3 separate regions of the Mus musculus genome follow, and all the other regions are linked to region 2. The links are chromatin contacts, called in public Hi-C and HiChIP or PLAC-seq maps. All regions are on one chromosome and are shown on one strand. Each heading gives the region's core, a stretch centred on a gene start, on an enhancer-like site or on the middle of the called end of the contact. The rest is flanking DNA. Distances are from core to core; before and after follow the strand shown. Region 1 overlaps Gm40838 (a long non-coding RNA gene). Region 2 has its middle 29 kb from the start of Gm34348. Region 3 overlaps Cyria (CYFIP related Rac1 interactor A).

The links. Hi-C and Micro-C count contacts between places; a contact is called where the count stands out from the background. HiChIP or PLAC-seq counts read pairs in DNA pulled down with a chosen protein or histone mark.
Region 1: a Hi-C map of CD4 T cells shows a contact between it and region 2, with 2.1 times the contacts expected there. The contact joins two enhancer-like sites. A contact is called at or near these places in 1 of 15 datasets of contacts at CTCF or cohesin (large pre-B cells), 7 of 484 Hi-C or Micro-C datasets (CD4 T cells, CD8 T cells, the G1E-ER4 cell line and 4 more), 8 of 115 datasets of contacts at active chromatin or transcription factors (bone marrow-derived macrophages, embryonic stem cells, fibro-adipogenic progenitors and 2 more) and 2 of 9 other capture datasets (embryonic stem cells and embryonic trunk).
Region 3: a contact with region 2 is called in an H3K4me3 HiChIP or PLAC-seq map of bone marrow-derived macrophages, with 3 times the contacts expected there. The contact joins two enhancer-like sites. A contact is called at or near these places in 1 of 15 datasets of contacts at CTCF or cohesin (pro-B cells), 17 of 484 Hi-C or Micro-C datasets (the HPC-7 cell line, the STO cell line, bone marrow-derived macrophages and 11 more), 19 of 115 datasets of contacts at active chromatin or transcription factors (CD8 T cells, the HPC-7 cell line, bone marrow-derived macrophages and 13 more) and 1 of 9 other capture datasets (bone marrow-derived macrophages).

The regions. Positions count from the first base shown.
Region 1 is chr12:12,245,741-12,248,666 of GRCm38.p6, forward strand. All of the region lies in intron 2 of Gm40838 (a long non-coding RNA gene), which reads left to right. Among named protein-coding and RNA genes, the nearest start is that of Gm40838, 10 kb to the left of the region's middle. Within about 2 kb of position 1,506, at least 14 of the 459 cell types and tissues checked have an H3K27ac peak or open chromatin away from gene starts, as enhancers often do. A contact at or near this core is called in CD8 T cells, where this site is marked.
Region 2 is chr12:12,174,659-12,177,937 of GRCm38.p6, forward strand. No RefSeq gene overlaps it. Among named protein-coding and RNA genes, the nearest start is that of Gm34348, 29 kb to the left of the region's middle. Within about 2 kb of position 1,748, at least 165 of the 459 cell types and tissues checked have an H3K27ac peak or open chromatin away from gene starts, as enhancers often do. A contact at or near this core is called in CD8 T cells, bone marrow-derived macrophages, epiblast stem cells and 3 more, where this site is marked.
Region 3 is chr12:12,290,454-12,293,687 of GRCm38.p6, forward strand. All of the region lies in intron 1 of Cyria (CYFIP related Rac1 interactor A), which reads left to right. Among named protein-coding and RNA genes, the nearest start is that of Gm34407, 2.7 kb to the left of the region's middle. Within about 2 kb of position 1,983, at least 50 of the 459 cell types and tissues checked have an H3K27ac peak or open chromatin away from gene starts, as enhancers often do. A contact at or near this core is called in CD8 T cells, bone marrow-derived macrophages, epiblast stem cells and 3 more, where this site is marked.

The sequences.
Region 1 (2,926 bases), core at 256-2,755, 71 kb after region 2:
AGTATGATTTGTATGTCTTTGTGTGTTTGAACTCTATGGGGTGGGGGTTGCAGGGGTGGCAGTGGGGATGGTGATAGTGGTGGTGGTAGTGTTGTTGTTGTTGGTGGTGGTGGTAGTGGCAGTGGTGATGGTGGTGGTGGTCCTGGTGGCAGTCCAGGTAGTGCTGATGGTAGTATTGGTGTGATGTTACCATATTCTGACGGATTAGCACATATATATTTGGAAGCAATGTCACTAAAATACATCTAATCTCTAAAAATAATCACAAACATTATTCCTTATGTGTTCCTTTAATTTACTCAGTCCTTCCAAGGTGAATTTTCTCTAACTTTCCCCTCTGTGCAAATGTGATGAGGCTTTGTAATTACAATGCTGCCCCTTCTCCTGAAGCATCAGCCCCACCACCAACAACAACCCCAGCCTGTCTTCAAGTCTGTCTGAAGCCACCTCCTCTTTATTGTTTATGCTCTCTGGGCACCTAAGGCTGAGCCTCAGTGGACACAAAGAATGAGAATCGATAGGGAAGATGAAGAGAAACAGAAGAGCCTGCCTGGCAGAAACATGGCATCAGATAAGGATGGGAACAGAAACATCAGAAGGGGCTCTCTTTAAGGAACACAAAAATGGCTTTTGTGTGGAGTAGCCACTACTCAGAGTCCAGGAAGTAGCCTGGCTGGCCTGCTTTCAGGAATTTTAGACCATGCTATCAGGTACCCTCCAGCCTTGCTTTTTACTCAGCTTTCTTTCTACCCAGGCATCAGGCTGCAGGGTGGCACAAGCTAGGGTCTCAGCAAGGTGTCTATGAGAGAGGGCAGACATATGGCCATCAAACACGTTTCGTCATTAACCCAAGCGACTTCTACTGATTGTTGGCTGCTGTGTGCCAGATACTGCACTGCCTAAGAGTCAGGTTTCATCAGAGGCCTCTGTGTCAGTGTCATATGTACAATGAAATAGGGGAAATATTTATTAGCACTGAAGATAATCAGCTGGTAATAGTAGAGATGCCACAAAAGGTACACAAACCACTAGTTTGTAATGAGTTTCCATCAAACTTCAAACAACTCTTCATTAAGATAATGTACCTAGGCTAGCTAGTATTAGCTGGCAATGCTCAAATTCTACTCCTAACTCCTTCTTGGCTTCCTGACAAGGTGAAAGAAAAGGTCTGACCTAGTATAGAAACTAAGCCAACAGCAGTCCCGGGAAGTGGCCACATAGCTTTGTTTATATAGATGGAGTGACAAACATTAACTAGGACTCTCCAATTGTGCTGCTCTAAAGAAAATTCATGAAAAACAATTTTTAAAGTGCTTTCTAGAGTTTCCAGAATGCAAATGTTTATGGCACCTGCCTGACACAGGGCCAGAAAACTATAATGAACTATATAAAATCATATAAGGAGTGAGAGGAAGTTTAGCGTTTAGTGCTAGGCTCGCCTCAGTCTCTGAACATTTCCTGACACAAAACACCTCTTTGGTATAGTTGATTTCTTTGTTTTGATTTGGTTTGGTTTTGGTTTTGGTTTTGGTTTGTTTGTTTGCTTCTGAGACAGGCTTTCTCTGTATAGCCCTGACTGTCCTGGAACTCACTTTGTAGACCAGGCTGGCCTCAAACTCAGAAATCTGCCTGCCTCTGCCTCCCAAGTGCTGGGATTGAAGGCGTGCACCACCATTGCCCGGTGTTGATTTCTTTGTAATGTTGGTCTTACTGTTTCCTCTGTGGTTATAGGGAATTTTGTATAGCTATTGCTCCTGATTCTCTAGAACTTTCTCTTTCTCAGTTTCAATGGCTTGTAGTGGTCTACAATTTGATGTGTTGTGAATACACTCATATCCCTCTGGCTTTCACTGTCTGCTTTTTTTCTTTCTTTCTTTCTTTTTTTTTAATATCCAGCTCCTTTTTCCAAATGTATCTTCCAATACCACTGCCTGAAGGCCAGTTTAACTGGTAATCCACTTTACCACTCCGCTTTTTCTCAGCAGCAGTTGAAGAAAAACAGCTGGTTTGTTTTGTTTTTCTCCTAATGTGGTTGTCTTGGTCATGTAACTTGAAGCTGTTTTGCAGTTTCGTTTTGCATTAACATTCATGTTTTACAATTTGTAGACAAATTGTGTAGCCTTTATGTATGTAAAGAAACCTTATTTGAATTTTTCCTCAATAATGGTGGCATACCCTTCTAGACATATCAAGGTTCTTAAGAAGAAACCAAAGCCTGCAGGGAAATTAGTTAGGTATTTTCCAAGATCCTTAACAGAACATCACCATCAGACTGAAACTCCAGTCCTCTGACTCCCGCTCCATAGGTGTTTCTCTCTAACACTTCCTGTTAGCCTATTTAAAAAGATCCTCAATACTCCAGGCATTAATGTAAATTATTCACTTGTTCATGTGTCTGTGTACCCATTGAGTAACATGATCACCCTCATCTACCTTTAATAACATCAACAAATGCATGCATTATGACTAAGCCTTTCTGGCGTTTTCCTGTTTGTTGGGGTTATGCACAGTGATCACTTGATTCCTTTTGGGGAGGCAGCAGTAAGTTTAACAGCAGCTCTCAGGCAGGGTCATTTTTTGCTCTTGGGAACAAGGTTACAGTTCTCACATTCCCACACTCACCACTGCAACTTCAAAGAAATTCTGCAATTGAGAGTCTCTGTTGCTACCTTGCAGCTAAGGCTCTCTCTCCCCTCATTTCTCTGAAGCCATGGTGAAAATTTCAATTCCCCAAATAGGAAAAAAGAGAAAGAAAAAAGAAAAAAAAGAACTAAATAGGCATTAACAAACTAATCTCTCCATTTCTTTGGAAATTGCAAACTAGCTGGATTTTTCTCTCATGACTGGTAATAGCCATGAAGAAACCAATCAGAGTTCTTTCTCTTCAACCTCAGAAATGCATCATTTGGAAAAGCTTTCCTTATTG
Region 2 (3,279 bases), core at 498-2,997:
TGCCTTTTGTAAATAGACAACCCATGCCCAAGAACAGCTGCACGAGAACAGTATGTCAGCCTGGCTGTGGTGCTGCACACCTTTAAGGCCAGCACTTGGAAGGCAGAGGCAGGTGGATCGCTGTGAGTTTGAAGCTAACCTGATCTACAGAGAATTCCAGAATAGTCAAGGCTACACAGAGAAGCCCTATCTCAAAAAAGCAAGCAAGCAAACAAACAAAAAACCCAAGCTGTTTTGTCTAGTGTATATTGCCAAAGGGAATAATTAAATAAATTAACTTTATTCAATAATTCAGAATTCCATCAACCTATGCCACCTTCAGTTTTCTTCTTCAGTCTGACTAAATGTGTTCCCTCCAAAGTCTCCCTATGCAACTACCAAAGCATGCAACTGCCACCATAGACGCTAGGATGGATCTCATTGGAGCTAGCCTGGGAACATACCCAGAAAGGACATCTCCTCCTTAACGAGAGGTGACATAGTGCCTGCCATTGTTGTGACAACGTTTTATACTTATTACTTAATTATTTAAAAAGCTATGCAATGTGCATTTCTAGTCTCACCTTACACACCAAGAAGCGGTGGCATAGGGACACATTGCCTCTGGCAGAATGTTCTAGATTTGGGTCCATTGTCTCTGTCTCTCTGAATGTGGAGCTTACTATGCTGGGTAGTCAAAAGACATAGCCACAGCTGGTGTGTCATGGATAGCCCCAATGATAGAGACACAGAGATGTTAACACCAGGGCTCAGAGAAGTGACTCCAACTTGGTAGGGTGGTGAAGGACTTTCTGGAGGAGACGAGCTGGTGTGAAAGTGGAGACTGGCAGTGCCATAGCCTGGGATTCACGTGAGTTATAAATCAGATTGTGCCTCTGGCCTGGCTTCCTTGCTCTTGCCCTGGTGTGCTCTTCCTGGCCACTAGTCTATCACCTCTTGAGTCTTCTCCACGATGGGACCTGCCAATCTCACCCCAGACCTACAGCCTCTACACACCTCTCCTCTACCTTCCCTGAATGTTCTCCCTGCTTTAGTGCAATCCTCCTTGACCATGCTCATGGGCCTCACTTAAACTTGTCCTCTACCAAATTGCCCTACTTATTTTCTTCAAAATACACAATAGTGCCTCAATTGTCCTTCGACCTGTGCCTCTCTGTCTCTCTGACTATTACTTTTCATTAGACTGTCAAGCCCTGTGAGGTTGTTTCTATGCAATGTGTTCACAGTTCAAATTCTACCGTCTAACTTTTGGACCAGCTCCAGGAGAGCTTTGGATGTGTCCTCTGATTATTTGTAGAAGACTTCCTGTAGCAAGTAGGACTGAGATGGAGCCCAACCGAGGGAGATTTAGAGGGAAGATGCTGGTCTTCTCTTCCTCTGAAAGAAAGCAAACATAGGAAGGACTTCATGGCAGGTGTCCCAAGATGCTAGAAGGAAAGAATTTCAAATCAGTAACCAACATGCCTGTTCTGCCTCTTCAACTTGTCATACAGACTGAGAAATTCCCTCTCCCCTCCCTGGAATTGGCTTCATCTGAGAAATAAGTGGGTGGGTCTCTAAACAACTCTTTAGCACTCAGATTATAGAAGGTAAACTTTCAGCATCCTTAAAGGCCTGATACCACACACACACACACACACACACACACAACCCTGTTGCCCTTCAGCCAATCCTTCAGGGACAGTGGGACATCTGCTGAACAGAGCCTCATGGCCATTACAAAGCCAGGGTTCTTACTTCATGGTCCCTGCGAATTGCAACTACTCCATTTGGCCACCAGGGGGCATCACTTACCAAGACACTGCAGTCCTCTAGAAGGTCGTTTGAATGCCCTTGAAGCTTGACGATCTGCAAAAATGTAACTCAGATATTTTGCAAAGGCGGTAGGGTGCTAGCTCCCAGGGGATGAGAAGGAATTCACACATAATCAAATATCAGAGAAAAGTAAAACGTGGGGAGGAAGCTAAGGAAAACCGGGCTCTTCACAGTGTTTGCACCACCCGGCTTGGTGGGGGTGGGGCTAAGCTCTACCTCGGTACTTATTCAGACCTAACGGTCCCCCACACCCCCACCTCTGCCTCCTTGACCCTGCACTACCCAGTGCAACCTCCTCCCACAGCTGTGAACTCCAGGCCAGGAGGATGTTGCAATCTTTGTTTTGAGGGGAAACACACACTCACAAGACAGTTGTTTCTCTGACCCATGGGGTTTGGCCTGTGAGCCCTGCAGCTGTTTCTACAGGAGCTGAAGGCAGACAGGGCTAGAGAGACAAAGTCGGGAGGCCATCTCTTCAGAACCTGGGTCTGTCTCTCACAGATTCATCAAATTGCAATGAATTCTTCATCTGGCCAGGCCTTCAGGAGACAGAGTGGTCCCATTTCCGGTTACCACCCGATTAACAGGCAGACAGAGGTGACTCATAGGTACGGTCAGATGATAGAGGGAGGACAAATGGCCCACCAAGAGGAGGGCAGTATACTCTAATTCTGCTGGGGGCTCAGATTGGTCAGGCTCCTGTAGCTGCATGAGTGGAGGAAAAAGAAATAAAAGGAAAGAATTTGACCCCCTCCTTGGAATGGTGGAGGAGAAAGGTTATTGTAGATAAAAGGGAGAGCAAAGCCAGAGGTAGACACATCTGGGCAAGTCCACAGAGGTAATGACTCTGAGCCTTGTGAGGAGTGGGGGAGGGGAAGGAAAAGGATAGTGAGGGGGAAATGGTTCAGCAGCCAGGAGGCCTAAGGAATGAAAGGGGCAAGAACCAAAATGGCTGGATTATTCAGAGAAGAGCCTCTGGGGGAAGGGCAGCCCAGCCCCTGGAAAATTCAGACTGTAGGGCAGAGTATGCAAGGATACCCTGTAACAGGTAGGGACTGAGGGATGCTGGGAGAAGAATCTGGCTGTGGGGTCGCTTTGATATGTTAAATAAGCACTATTGGCCTTTTGTCCCAGAGTTTGCAGCTTAAGGGGGGTGACACAGGAGCTGAGAACAGAACAGAACAAGGATGTAGAGAACAAAGGCATCTGGCCATTAGAAAAAGCCGGAAGCTCAGGAAGGGGAGAATTTCCATATAACTGGGACTTTGGTGTTAAGAGAAGGGACACCTGGCGCAGAGACAGGGAGGTGCTGAATGGCCAGCAGAGAATCCCTGTGTGGTACTGGAAGGTGGTCCCACATTACCTGAGTGATGGACAGTTGTCATGGTGCTCTAAGTAGGAGAATTGCAGAGCCAATCTTGTGGTGGTGGTACAGAGATGGGTGATAAAGAGATGGGTGGTTTG
Region 3 (3,234 bases), core at 733-3,232, 120 kb after region 2:
TTCCTACCTACTCTGCTTCCCACCTTGATGTCTGCCATATTGTATTTAACTGTCAAGCCATGTATTCTTTTCTGGTAGCCTATCAGTTATTAGCAACAGAGGGTGAGGTTGCCAGACTTTGTTTTCAGAACCTTCCTACCAAGAATGGAAGAATTGTAAGAAGTTAGTAAGAATCTAAAGAGGGGTCTCAGTGAGATTGACTCTTCCTCCTAAGCCCTGTTCTTCTCTCTCTACGTATGATTCATGCACTACTGGGACTCCATGATGATCTTATGTGACTGGACCTAGAACCTAAGATCAGCCCCTAGTCAGCACCTTGTTCATCCTCTAGGACCCTGTTTCTCACTACCATGCTTAGCTGACATCTGAAGGAGGTGACCTCTAGCCTATCGCCAAGTTATAACAATCCCTGGTAAGGAAGGAGGTCCCACTATGGGAATGAACACCCTCTATCTGATTCAGAGACCTTCTGCCATTGACTGGCTATGTGCTCTCTGATACTTGCCTATTGGTTTTGGGTTTTTGCATCAATAAAAGCGAACCAAAACATGCTATGTGAAGCTACTTTGATAAGGGGACATTATTTTGTAAAATGCTTGATTCATAAAAGATATGCATAGATATCGGCCAGCATGAGAACATGGAAATCCCAGGTTACAGTTGAGTAAATCAGGAGATTATTAGTGATGCAGAAAAGTGAGTCTCACTGGGACCCATTGTCATATGCTGGTACAGAAGGCATAGATAGACCTAGGGCTTCAACAACAGAAATGTATTCTTCATGGTTCCAGGAGCCAGAGTCCAAGATCAAGGTGCTGCAATGCCTGGTGTCTGGTGACAGTCTGCTTCCTAATGCTCAGATAGCCACTCTCTAACTGTGTGCTTATATGAACAATGGGGAACTCAGCCCGTCCGAGGCTTTATAAGGGTTATGAATCCCACTCACCCAGTCACAGAGTTCCAGCCTTGTGACCTGGTCGCTCCTGAGGTCTCACCTCCATATTCCGTGGCATTGGGAACTAGCGTGCAACACATGGATCTGAGGAGATAACGATCCTTAGTGACTGGTACTTGTTCTTTTGTTGCTTTAATTATTACAACTTTAAAAACTTTTTGAAAATTTATCTAGGCCTGAGTAGTCGAATCAAAGACATCCATTTGCTGTTTGGCCAACAGAGGAATGTATTTCTCTTTGCCTGGCTATAAGACCCACTTCACTGGAATGTGGGTTTACTTGAAAGAGGAATGAGAGAGTAAGGCATGGGAGGGGCCACATTCATTCAGCCTTCTAGACTCCATGGTTGGAAACTACTTTCTCTGAAGCTATCCCACTTCCCCTGTGGCTCCAGGTCCTATCTGGATTATAGCTGGCTTGTTTTGAGTCCCAGGGAAACTGTCAGGAGGGAGTGTGTAAAAGCCACTCTCTCTGGCAAGGTGTGGCACTCGGTACTGAATGCACTAAAGCCTGCATTTGTCTAAGAGTCTATGAAGAAGGCAGCCAAGGCTGCCAGGCCTGGGCATCAGCTGCCTCCTTAACCCTACTTTAGCCAAGCCATCCCCAAGGAAAAGGGAGGGAGAGGTACTTGCTCAGGTGCCTTCCAGCTCTCGAATTCATTCTGGAAGTGTAATTTATAGCTGAGCCAGCTGTCATTCTTAGATCAGGAAGGGCAAAATTATCTTCATTACTCTGCTTGCACTTCTGGTGCCTGAGACGCTACTGGGTCCCGTCAAATCTAGAATTAGCTCTGAGCCCTTGGGCTTTTAATTAAAGGGCTGAGTGAGTCAGATGGTTTATGGTTGGCCTCACATCTTCAGGGAGACACAGAGGGAGGTCGCCTGTTCTGTCATCTTCCTTTTTAGAAGTCTACTGCCTCTGTGCTGTGAGGATGTGGATCAGGATCCTCACAGAGACTTCCAGGAAGGGCCTGTGGCTAAGCTTCTTCCCCCAGCTCTGTAGACACCAGGCCCTGGGAGCTCTGAGGCAGTAGGTATGGAGCCTGCTATTGGTCTGTTCCTGGTGAGGGCCAGAGGTGAGCCAGCCCCAGGGGGTTCTCTTGTGGTTCCCTGGGCTCACCACAGTTTGTTAGTGTTTCTTAACACGACACTGTGTTCCACTTTGGATGGTTTGTGCTAAATGCATTTTCAATTCTCAGTGGTACAAAGAATAAAAAGGATTGTCTTTTTAAAGTGGGTTTGGATGTATTGAAAGCAAGGCTTCCTGCTGCGTGTCTCTGACAATTGCCTCCCCAAAGGAGTGCTGGGAAACCTGTTCTTTCCAGATATCTCTACCCCTGTTTGAAAGGAACTTAAATTTTAAAAAAATTACCTTTCTGACCAATGCTGACACTGTCAGCAGGGTAGCGATTATTTATCTAAGCTGAGACTCTTAGGTTGCAACTTTAGATTATCCTGCTCAACACCTTCCAGAGGAAGAGAAGTTTGCTCTTTCACTGGGTGTCACTGTGGAGGTTCTATGTGCAATGGAGGGTTGGTCGGTGTGAGAGTATGTCTCATGACTTGAATAGACCCATTCACCTTTCAAGTAAGCATCCCATAAGCTGCGGTGTGCCCAGCACTGTGTTAGAGTGAGCGCTGTCTCTCACCAGCACTCTCCATGGGGCACACATCAATGTTTTAACCCTTTGCCTAGCCTCCCAGGGCTCCTGCCAAGAATCTGGATGCTTTGTTTTCCTTCTCAAGGATAGATAATGCATGCACAGACTTGCTTTCTCTCCTGAGCTCCAATATCTTCTCAGCAAGACCTCTCAGTGCAGTCATTTGAATGAGAAGTAACGTCTCCCACAGGCTTACATATTTGAATATCTGGTCCTTGGTGGATATTTGGAAAGCTTACAGAACGTACTGCCTTGTTGGAGGAAGCATGTCACTGAGGGGCGGGCTCTGAGAGTTTATAGCTTCACCCCGCTTACAGGTGGCTCTCTCTGCTGTATGAGTTTGGCTGGAGATGTGATTTCTCAGTTTCCTGCTCTGGCTGCCTGCAGCTGTGCTTTTCCCACCTTTTCAGAGTCTATATCCCTCTGGAACTATAAGGCAAAATAAATTCCTTTATAAATCACTTTTGGTCATGGTGTGCTATCACAGCAAGAAAATATGTTATTAATATAGTCAGTCTTAGCGTTGCTGACATTTGGTGCAAAATATGCCTTTGTTGTAGGATATTTAGCAGTTCCCCAGCCAGAAGCACTACACACACTTCAATTTGGATGACCAAAT